2 separate regions of the Gossypium hirsutum genome follow, and region 1 is linked to region 2. Evidence: chromatin contacts called from public Hi-C data. All regions are on one chromosome and are shown on one strand. The core of a region is the stretch at or near the end of the contact, and the rest is flanking DNA. Distances in the headings are between cores, read along the strand shown. Region 1 holds the start of LOC107915437. Region 2 holds the start of LOC107914736 (methylenetetrahydrofolate reductase 2).

The links. A called contact is a pair of places that touch in the nucleus more often than the background predicts.
Region 1: a Hi-C map of leaf shows a contact between it and region 2, with 2.1 times the contacts expected there. The contact joins the promoter of LOC107915437 here to the promoter of LOC107914736 in region 2. A contact is called at or near these places in 2 of 34 Hi-C or Micro-C datasets (both in leaf).

Annotation. Positions count from the first base shown.
Region 1 is chrD10:27,315,715-27,321,176 of Gossypium_hirsutum_v2.1, reverse strand. LOC107915437 reads right to left here and starts at 2,160. Exons shown (of 1, transcript XM_016844598.1): 1 at 1,810-2,160. The coding sequence starts at 2,160. The coding sequence ends at 1,810. It also overlaps the pseudogene LOC107915438.
Region 2 is chrD10:26,912,569-26,918,828 of Gossypium_hirsutum_v2.1, reverse strand. LOC107914736 (methylenetetrahydrofolate reductase 2) reads right to left here and starts at 4,196. Exons shown (of 12, transcript XM_016843746.2): 1 at 4,060-4,196; 2 at 3,204-3,645; 3 at 3,070-3,127; 4 at 2,904-2,989; 5 at 2,634-2,807; 6 at 2,139-2,312; 7 at 1,510-1,610; 8 at 1,289-1,400; 9 at 826-906; 10 at 549-726; 11 at 15-349. The coding sequence starts at 3,602. LOC107914737 (glycine-rich RNA-binding protein 2, mitochondrial) reads right to left here. Exons shown (of 5, transcript XM_016843748.2): 4 at 5,800-5,906; 5 at 5,402-5,717. The coding sequence ends at 5,592.

The sequences.
Region 1 (5,462 bases), core at 911-3,410, 400 kb before region 2:
TTTCAGGGAAGATCCACCTACGAGTTTGAGGCTTGACAGTAATACGCTTGACATCAGGATAGTTCTCGAGACCGTGCATAACCATTTCCTTATCAAAGTGATCGCCATTGTTATCCATCTTCCTTATGTGATTAAACATGATGGTGTTTTTGTTACCTGTTGTTGCGACAAAGATATCAGCCCCAAGCCAAACATCTTCAAGAGTCCATCCATCGGAGCCTGAAGGGATCAGATAGAACTGATCTCATTGACGATAATGCGACCACTGGCTTGCTTCAACGCATCAGCGCAGCCCTTGCCAACATCACCATAACCACAGAAGAAGAACATCCTTTCCAGTAATCGTGACATTGGTAGCTCTCATCGAACCATCAGGAAGAGAGTGATGGCATCCATACAAGTTATTAACCTGTTCAAAAAGATCAAATCATTGCAGCACTTAGAACAGAATACAGAAATTACAATAAAGACCTACAAATACACGAAAAAACTTGTCAAAATATTGAAGGTGACAGTTGCACACATACACAACACTCGGATATGCCAGTCACATCTATGATAAGCGAATACTAATGGAAGTTTTTGATAAAAAATCATTTCATAATTCAGTCTTCATAACCAAAATTGCAACACGATGACAGTGAAACAGAGCAAACAAACACCAAATCTGCAGTAAATTACCCAAAAAAATTGTCATTTCTAAATCAATTTCATTATATCTATAAGAAAAAAACACCAGATCCATCAAGTAAAAAGTTGAAAAGTAAAGCAGCAATAAAATTGGGAAAAAGAAGTACCTAGCTCTTGGTGACAGAGTCATAGACTATCGCTTCCTTTATGAACAAGTACTTCCATTGTCTTCAACTACACCATACTGTCCTGATGTGTTGGTGTTTTTACAGAAAACCAAGGAGAAATGAAACTAAGAACGAATGCTAAGGAAGATTGAACAAGGAGAAAACTGAAAAAATTATCTCTCTTCATTTCATTGAGTTGAGAAACATATATGATACAAGATAATTACCTAATATGTAACTATTCCCACTAATATTTGACTAAAACTTAGCTTAAATTACACACAAAAGAAGCTCACATATCAGCCATTACCTCAAATTTAAATCAACAACAAATCTTACTAACTTGAAGTCAAATTACAAAGCAACTAAGGCAAGATACAAATGAACAAAATGAACAAAATGCTGCTGCTCCACTGGTTCAGCTTCAATGCAGGTCTGCTGTTGCATTGCAAGCCAAAGCTTAACACTCCTCCTTGGACTGTATGCAACAAACACCAATCCTTCTTCTTAAGGAATCAAACTTGGTAGCACCAAGAGACTTAGTTAGAATATCAGCTAGCTGGTTTTCTAAGCTGCAATGAATCAGATTCACTTCCCTTGATTGTTCAGCCTCTCAAACAAAATGAAATTTAATCTTGAAATGCTTGGTCTTGCCATGAAATACTGGATTTTTTGCTATGACAACTGTTGACTGATTATCAACTTTGATCTCAATATCTTCAACTTGGTTTTCATTTAGATCACATAAATGCTTCCTAAGCCAAATGGCTTGATTAGCAGCTATAGCAACTGCAATGTACCCTGCTTCTGCTATTAATTGAGCAACAGTTTGTTGCTTCTTTGAACTCCAACAAAAGAGCCCTAAGCCAAAAGTGAAGAAGTAGCCAGAAGTGCTTTTCATGTCATCAATTGATCTAGCTCACTCACTATTAGAATACCCTATCAACTTAAACTCTTTTGTCTTCTCAAACTTCACTCCATAATTCAAAATCCCTTTCACATATCTGAGAACTCATTTGGCTGTTTTAAAGTGAGCAGCATCGCAACAATGCATGAATCTGGACAGGAGGCTAACAACAAACATGATATCAGGTCTTGTAGCTGTTAAGTAGAGCAAACAACCTACCAAGCTTCGATACTCCTTCTCATCAACTCTTTCATGATTGCCACTACTGTTAAGTAGGCCTTGAGCCACTAGTGTGCTAACAATTTTGCAATTGGACATGCAAAATTTGTTTAATAACTTCAAGGCAAAAGCCTGCTGACTTATAAAGATGGCATGGTCAGATTGATTTACTTCTATGCCAAGGAAGTAAGTCATTTCCCCCAAATCAGTCATCTCAAAAACATCTTGCATCTGCATCTTAAATTCTCAATCAACTCTCCCTTGCTTCCCGCTACCAACAAATCATCACATAAAGTAACATAATCAGCAGGGTCTCACTTTCAGATTTCTCCACATAAAGAGTAGGCTCACTGATACTCTTCTCAAACCCGAGCCTAGACAGATATTAAAACAAACATCCCCTTCTAATTTTGATTCTTGAATAAAGCAAACGTCCCCTCGAACTTTACAAATTACTTTTTTGAGAACTTTTTTCAAATCCGAAGACATACCCCTAATGTTCCATGACAAAATCCTCATTCTTCCACCCAAAAAGACTCTCATTCACAGTAAAGAATCACGATTATAATTTGTACTAACCTGACCTGTGGCCTACAGACTACTGCACTTCTCTTTATTACTCAATTCTGCCTTTCTTACAATCTTATAATCTCTTCAATAACATCTCATTTGTCACCCAAACACTGAACCCAAGCTTTTTCCCCACTTCCCACATGTTCCTTGCCTCCATAAGAATCACTTTCTTTCTATTACTGATGTCTGAGTCCGATAGAGAAGCATTAACCACTACCTCATCTCTGCCCGCGATTCCTTTTCCTTTCTGTTTTCTCAATGCCCAATCTCTTTTCTTTTTCTCTGTTACTGTGAGAAGTCTATTCTGAATTTCATACATCGATCTAATCTTTCTACCATTATTATTTTTATTTCTGTTTAAGGAAATTTGGAGATTCTTCAAACGATCCCCTTTTTTCTCTGTCTCCTCCACCCCCTCCCACCTCTCTCGATTTTTCCTTTTGTTTGTTGCAATCTGTTTCCCCTAACACATTTGGATTGACAATCTATAAGCCCATATACTTTGCCAAACCCATACCCTCTTCACTGATTTGTTGCTCTTCTTGGGCTCCCTCCTCATTTTTCAGACCTAATTCATCTATTGTAAATCCCATATTACTCACTTCTTTCCTAGCCCGATTGTTGTATCCATTTTAGCTCTTTCTCCCACCCTAGTCTCGATCCTAATTCCACTGATCATTTCCTCGTCCAACCTATAAATGTTTTGAGAACTGTTCTGACATTCGCCGTTAACGCTTGATTTTTTGAGAAAACTCTCATGAATTGCTTCGTCTTCCCAGTCTTATCTCTCTACCGGATTCAGTTCCAACCCGGGACTCATCGGTGATTTCGATTCTGAAACAACAGTGTCGTCCCAATCCCGTACTGAATCCTGCTATTCTCCTCCCTTCACGCCATGATTCTTCCTGTTATCACCTTCAGAATATGATAATCCCATCTCAATGACTCTTATTGGAAATTTAGTCTTCCCCACCTCTAAATAAGTAAATATATTATCTTGTCTATTCTATCCGGCTTATTGATAGACACCAACATTGACATTTTATCAAAGCTATTAACCATTGTCGAATTCTCTCCAAGGGATATTAGCTGCCCCCATATACCCGCTATTCTTTTAAAGGAAGTATAGTTCCAACAGTGTGGAGGGATACCATACGCTTCAATCTACGACACTCTTTCCTCCACCATTGTTGTTTCCGACCAAAGTTCTATCTTGATAAAGAACTCTCTCAAATACACCCAGTCATTCTGCTTCAATACTTCAAATAGTTCTTCATCTGGAATTTCAATAAAAAAAAGTACCTTCCTTGCATTCTTCTGATTTTGATTTCCCATAACCCACTCCTAACTATTCTTTCAAATAAACTCTTCGAATCACAACATGTTGCTGTTGTACCCATCAAACATCTTTTAAGATTCCATAGTTGCTCCTCTTCAACATGTCCTTGCACCACAATGTTGGTATTTTTCTCCTTGACGACCTCCTCATCTTTCTTATTCGGATCATAATTACTCCTCAATGAGCTTTCTCCTACTTCTATTCTGCCAAATTCCTGCGACTAAACATTCACCTCCCTTTTGTTATTTTCATTCCGTCTCTGTTCTGCATTTCCTGCCGTTTAAGTTCTTTTCCAAATTTGTCTCCTCCCCTTAAATTTGGCTAAATCTACTGATAGTTTATTCCCTAAAATCACATAGTTGTTTAACCGACTAATAGCCCTTCTCGCATCCATCATACTGTTATATCTCACAAAACCAAATCGTTTCCCACTCTTGCTTTTCTTTACCGGAATGAACGCGTCGATAACTTCTCCATGATACCTAAACAATGCCCAAAGACCCTTCCAGTGCATGGTCATCGGAATATTATGAACAAAAGCTATTATCGGGCCCTTCCGGTGCATGGTCGACAACTTATTAAGCAGGTTCAAATAAATAATAATTTTATTAATTAAAGATGTGGAAAATTTCGTCAAATTCATTAGGTTTTTTAAACACAAATAGAAATAAAAAAAATATATTATCTCAATTTGAATTCTTTGCTGTTTCAAAATTTTTTATATTAAGTTTATTTTTTGGAGTACACAAACCTACCAACTTTTAACCCAACCACATAAATTTTGATTGAAACCGTGTTTAAATCAACTTGTGTGTATTTGATGTTAAGCATTTTATGGGTAATTAGAACTAATTTATTAAAAATATCAAAATTTTATCTGATTAAAATCATGAATCAAGAATAAGCTACAATAGAAAAGTAGAAAATTCCTCAGACAAATTTTATAAAATCATTTAAAGGAAATTATATAATCTATTTTTTAACAAAATTTGATGGAGAAGAAGAATAATGTGAAACCTAAACAAACTTTTGAATTTCACATCATGCAAATATTTTATTCACAAATGTCATCATCAAACCGCATTTATATTAAAAGGGGAAAAAGAGCTGGATTTTAGTTAATTCTTAGTCTCTAAGACGGCGTCACTACCAGTTCCACACCATCTTGATGATATATACTAGAGATAAAAGATAAGGGCCAATTCACTAAAAGTCCCTCAAACTATATATTTTAGATTGGTATATGATGTTGAAATTGAGTTATCTAAATATTAAATTAGTATAAATCTAATTTTTTTTCTCAATCTAGCCATCAATTTTAGTTTTAAATGTTAGTTTAGATCTAACATGAAACGTGTTTAAAACATGTAGATTAAATTATAGATACATATATACTTACCACATAGAAAGTTTATATATAATGTGTTAACAAACATTGTTGAGGGAGACTTTTAAAGACCAAATATAAGCTAGGCTAACAGAATGACTTGATTCATATATTATTATTTATTTGTTTAAATAATTTATTAAAATTTTATTTAAAAAATGGGTCCCACTTTCTATAATAATAAAAAATTTTGAGTTGGCATGTAGTCAACACTAACACTTGTTAGAATTTGAATCATCA
Region 2 (6,260 bases), core at 2,947-5,446:
GTTCATTTGCTAACCTCTTCTAGCAATTTTTTCGACAGATCCCCTTCTGGGTACAATGCAGCCCATGCTCTTGACCAGATTTCGAATGCTTCATCCTTCCACACCATGAAGCTGGCAGGATCCACCACTGTTGGCTGGATTATTTCTTTGGCTGGGAACACTCCCCAAGTTACAGCATTAACATCTGTCGTGCCAATGTTCGATATCAAATTCCCTTTTTTGTTGACAGCAATGTAGGTAATAGATGACAAGGGCTTGCATTTATTGACAAGTGCATCTAGTTTTTCCTTTGAGCAAAAAAACTCAAGATAAGCCTTCTGGTAAACATACCCTCCAGGGCCACCCCAACCTGCAAGCAGCCAAGTTTGAACAAGTTAGAGCAAAAAACAGCACCAGCTTTTACTACGAAAACTGTAAGATGAGAAACCATAGGCTCTTAATATTTTGAAGTTTAAATAGCAGTCTGTTTCTTTGGATAATCTTCCAATTGTATGCTCAATAAAATACATAATTCAGTTCCTTCTTTAAAGTCTAACACTTGTACTTACCGACAGATAGAGAATCAGAGCGTTCACCATTGACAGCAGGTTGGCTATTGATAGTAAGGAAACCCTTCAAATTGATCTTTCCCAGCTGTTCATGTATGATCTTTGTCTCAGGCTGAAGTGAATCCAGTTCGGACCAAGGACTACTTCTCAACTTACCCAGACAAAAACTTTTAAATTTCTGACAAAAACCGGTTCGAGATGAACAATATCATAATTATATTTGACTGACATAAAACTAGAAAAGACTGAATAGATTCCAAGCAACAAATTCTAGTACCTCTTGAATATCATCAATGCTTTTCAATGGGGTAGCCCATTCTTCTTGAAGTTTCTTGTCACGTGCTCGACGCCTCATGAACTGTTAAGAAATTAATCACTTTGGTCATACTAAAGAACTAATGACTAGTGGCAACAGTTCCCTGACCAAACTATAGTGCTCGACATATCAATATTTGAGCAATAAAACAATATCATAAAAACGAATAACTTCTTACATGAAAACAAATGTATGAGTTGCAAGAATAAAAAAATAGAAAAAAAAATCAAACGTTTAACTAATTTATCAAATTCCTATGAGCATCTAGCATATACTACTTATAAATGTATTTGACATTTACTATTCAAATTGAGGTTTCATATAATCAATAGTAACTCCAAGAGAAATTTAATGCATCAAAGATGTTTTGATATCATTTATACCAAACAAAAGAAAAGGGCAAAGGTTCAACCACTTTGTGTACCTGATGGTCTGTTAGTGCACCATAGGACGGATTTCGAGAATCACCCCATCGCCCATGTGGGAACTGATCCCAACCAATAGTCCTGGTTATGTAACTCTTAGGACGGTTAGACCTGCCATCATTAGCTAGAAGCGTCAGATATCCATGAATATTTAATATTATAACGCACTAAACTGAAGATATATAGCCAAAGACATTGAAGTTCAACATCTATCACACACCAAAATATTGGACGAACATCTTCTTTAACACGAAAAACATTTGCAGGGCGTCTCCAAGGTAAGGACCTTGAAATTTTGGACTCTTCAATCAATCCAAGATTCTGCCAACATAAGCCTATGATTAGCATGGTGCAAATGAAGTGATAATACATTGGAAAACAAAGATAAATGTAGCTGACCCAAAACTATTGCCAAAATTCATTTATCATTTACTTTCAATAGAAGAAAAGTAAGTTCCTTACAGTTTATCTTAAATTGAACAGCAAGTCATTTTAACGAAATTTGTGAGTAAACCCCAATCATATTCTATACTTGCCTGTCTTTGCTTTCCTTCATTATTTGAACTGATATTCACCTAATTATTTGAAAGTAAACGACAGGAAAGCTTGACACTGAAAATGCTAAGAGGCAGTTAAAGGTTTTCTAAAATAAGTGAAGAACAAAAATATGTAGTTTAAGAGTTCTTATTAACCCTGCAAGTGTTCAATTTGAAGGAGGAAGGAATCTTGAACTACATACTAGTTCAAGAATTTTCCTTTCTAAATTTCAAAGTTAAAGAAGTAAATGCTATTCCATAATCACCTCTACATGCCAAAATAATGATATAATATGGGATAACAAAAACCAACCATTAGGATAGCTAATGCAGATTTCTCCATGTTTAATGTATAAAGGTGCAATGTCTTAATCCCATGAGCTAAAATCTTGCGGCACATTTCTGTTCCAAGGTGAACTCCATAGGCTTTGACAGCTTCTTCGTTGTCCTTGATAGCCTCTAAGGCAGCAGTAATCTCAGCTGGTATCTACAATGAGCCATGCAGGTGTTACATTTTAAAAATGTTAACAGAAATTGCCACCAAAAATAGCTTTTGTGGCCACTCTTTATAAGCAGTTGTAATAATCAGTTGCCAAGAAAAAACAAGCAAAGAGTGCATCAGAATGAATTCGGATGCCCTTCCAAATTAGAGGCCTTCAGAATCTTGTATCTTTTAGCCTTTTGAGAAGAATGATGCTGCTTTCATTTCCTTTATGCAAAAACATCCAACTAGTACATGCACTATTTGAATAAATTTTACTAAATTGATACTATTTAATGCTCAAAAATATCATGTTATACCGCATACCTTAGTTTTGCAAAAGCCAGTCATTCGCAAGAAACCCTTGTAGTTATTAATGGGCATAATACCCGGCACGATAGGACAGTTAATTCCCATTTGGCGACAGTCATTGACAAATTTGATAAAGATATCAGTATCATAAAACAGTTGAGTAACAATCAGATCAGCTCCCGCATCAACCTATGTAGTAAAGAAGATTTTAGCACAAAAATTAACCAATATAAATTAGAATTAAGACAATATTTTCAAATCAAGTAATGAGTTAAAGAGTAAAACCTTTCTCTTTAAGTAAGCAAGATCATTCTGATAAGCTTCAGGTGTGGCTACACCATCATTTCCTATGGCATCGGGATGTGCCTCTGAGCAAAGAAAGCAAACTATTAATAATCAAAAGCCACATGAACAAGCCTCTTATATATGTATATATGTCTATGAAAAGCACGATAACCGGCAACTGTGATGCCAAAGTAGTCACCATATTTAGATCTGATATGTTTCACCTAGAATAGGAATTAAAAGTTGGTAACATATGTATATTAAGAAATAAAAACAGGGCAGAATGAGCAATGGCTTTACCAGATCAAGGGCACAGGAGAAGCCGCCTTCGACCTGGACAAACTTGTCCTGGCCGTGAGGGGGATCACCTCGGAGGGCAAGAACATTCTGAATGCCGTTGGACTTGATGGTCTGAAGAGCATGGTCAATCTTCTCTACGGGCATATTGGTGCAAGTGAGGTGCATCATCGTCTCCACACAGATGATATTCTGCATCTTGTTAGCAATGTCGAGAGTGAGATCAGCAGTGGAACCACCTGCACCCCATGTAATGTCACAGAAGGACGGGTTATGAGCAACCATACGATCCATTCTGTCGAACAGGTTGTCTACTCCATCCTCAGTCTTCGGAGGGAAGAACTCAAAGGAAAACACCACTTTCCCTTCTTGCAAAGATTGGATCTTCTCTATCACCTTCATCTTTAATTGGATCTTGAACTCTCAGTGTCACCAACACCAACTTCTGCAAGAATTCAATATGAAACTGAGGTGTTTGAAGAGATAAAACAAGAAAAGAACAACAGAAAGTCGCAACAAAACAAACCCAAACCCGAATCTGAATCTAAAAGAATTAACTGATGGTTCAGAGCAAAAACGATCACTTTGAACATCATAGAAGAAGATAAACATGGGCAATCTTGAAATCAATCCTTTCAAAGTAAATCGTATAGGATAAAGCATGAATGATAAACTAAGAGTCATAGATCAGATGAGCTAAAATTTAAGTAAGCGGTCTATTGTTAAGTAATACATTGTGAAGAATCAACAAGGCACTAAACAAAGACTGAAAGTCCAAATCTAACATATGTTGTAGTACATTGTCCCAAATTCATGGAAACACAAAAATATCCCAGAAAAATAGGAAAAAGAGACTCACAAATGGGTTTGTGGTTGGTAAAGAGAGAGATGGGAGGTGGAGGCATTGCAATGGGAGTATTTGTATTTGAGAGAGGAACGGAACGGATCGGGGTTGGTGTCTTTTGAAATGACTCTGTTGCCCACTCAACAACCCAATGGCCTTATCCTATTCTCAATTCAGTATTTGCCCATTAATGGTCAATACCATACGGTTTAATTATTATGCCCCTGCTCTTTTGCACTTCTTTTTAATTTAGTACAACCAATCTCTTTAATTTGAAAATATATAATAAATCCAAATTTAACGACTTTGATTTTTAAATGAGAGATTAAATTTTTTAAATTAAAAAAAAGTAGAAAAGTAGAGGGAGTGAGAGGAAATTAGACCGTAAGGTACAATACGGTTGTCGTATGTATTGCTTACCAACCACAAACAGCGTCAGCTTGGAATGAATCACAAAATTGGCGGTTGTATTTTCGCTTTCTTACCAAAACTCACTATTATTTTATTGTTTCAGTTTCATCCCTCTTTTTAGTTCGTACACTGAATCAGCTTTTTACCTTTTCATTATTCTTTTTATGGCCGAATTTAATAAAAAATACCATTTTAAAAAAAAGTTATTTTTTAACACGCCATATCTTTTGGTGGTTTTGTTTTTAAGTTTCAGATCTTTTTTTTCCTCACATTTATATTTTTATTTTATTTGTTTCAGGCTTTATTTTTATTTTTAATTACTATTTTTAATATATTAATACTTCAATTAGATGATTAATTAACAGTGATTTTATGCTTGAATGTCAAATTTGATTCCTCTTCTTAGTGCATTTGTATTTTTTATTTTATATTGTTTCAAGCTTTTTTCTAATTTAATATTTTTAATTAATAAATATATTATTTTCAAGTTTTTTATTTTAATTTATTTTTTAATTAATAATTTTTTAATTTATAAAGTTAAATAATTATTATCAGTTATATAATAAAAATATATTTTTGATAAAATTGATATTTTATCAAAATGTTAAATATATTTTATTTTGTAAAAAACATCAACTAATTCTTTTGATATATTTTTTATACATATAATATTTATATATCAAATATTTATTTTTCCCTCCTATATTGTGGGTACATTGATTTCTAATATTATAAAATCAAATAATTATTTCAAATATCTTTATGTTTATATGTGAAATATTTCAAATAGTTATTTCAAATACACAATATATAATACTAAAATTTACTGCACTCATGATATAGATTGAAAAATAAATATTAAACATAAAAATTATATTTACTACAAATAATTTGGCACTATTTAATTAATTTTATAAATAAAAAAGTGCTTAATTAAAAAGATTAATTAAAAATAAAAAACCAATATATTTATTAATTAAAAATAAAGTTTTCAAGGATAAAATCACAATTAATTAACCTCTAACTACAGAAAACTAGTTGCATAAGTTTTAGCATATAATTCGAATATAAATAACTGTATCATCAAATCTACTAGCTCTAGGAACATGATTATGGAAAGATTTTGATGCGAGAGCCTAGTAACCAGCATCCCTACCGAAACTATCACCACCACGGAAACCACCATTACCACCATAAGCTCGAGGGCCGCCACTAGGTCTTTCATTGGCATAACTTACTCGAATATTTCGGCCATTGAGTTCCTGTAATTTCAGTACCACAAAATAATCAAATACCAGATTCACCAGAAACATGTTCCATATAACAATGTCTTTTTTCCCTCACCTGACCATCCATGGCTGACAAGGCATTGCTGGCAGATTCATCATCAGCAAAGTTTACAAAACCGAAGCCCCTAGACCTCCCAGTGTCTCTATCGATGATAATCTTAGCTGACCAACATAAATCAGAGAATGAGAACGTGAATAGAAGCAAGCGTTATAAATCTGTAATAGATACCATCATTCATAAACGACATGAAAAAAACGCAAAGTTCACTGGCCAAAATCATTAACCAAGTAGACAAGCAACCTGGTTATAGTTTCAATTAAAACACAATGCTACATGCTCACCAGCAGTCATCATTATTCAACTTCTGCCATGAGGAATCTCTAGAGATAAACTAGTAACCATTTCGAGAATGGACAACTCGTATGAATAGAGCCTAGACATGCGAACTATGCATTATGCATCCAAAACAGACAATAAATGAACAACAGCAAACACCTAAGAAACACATTAAAATT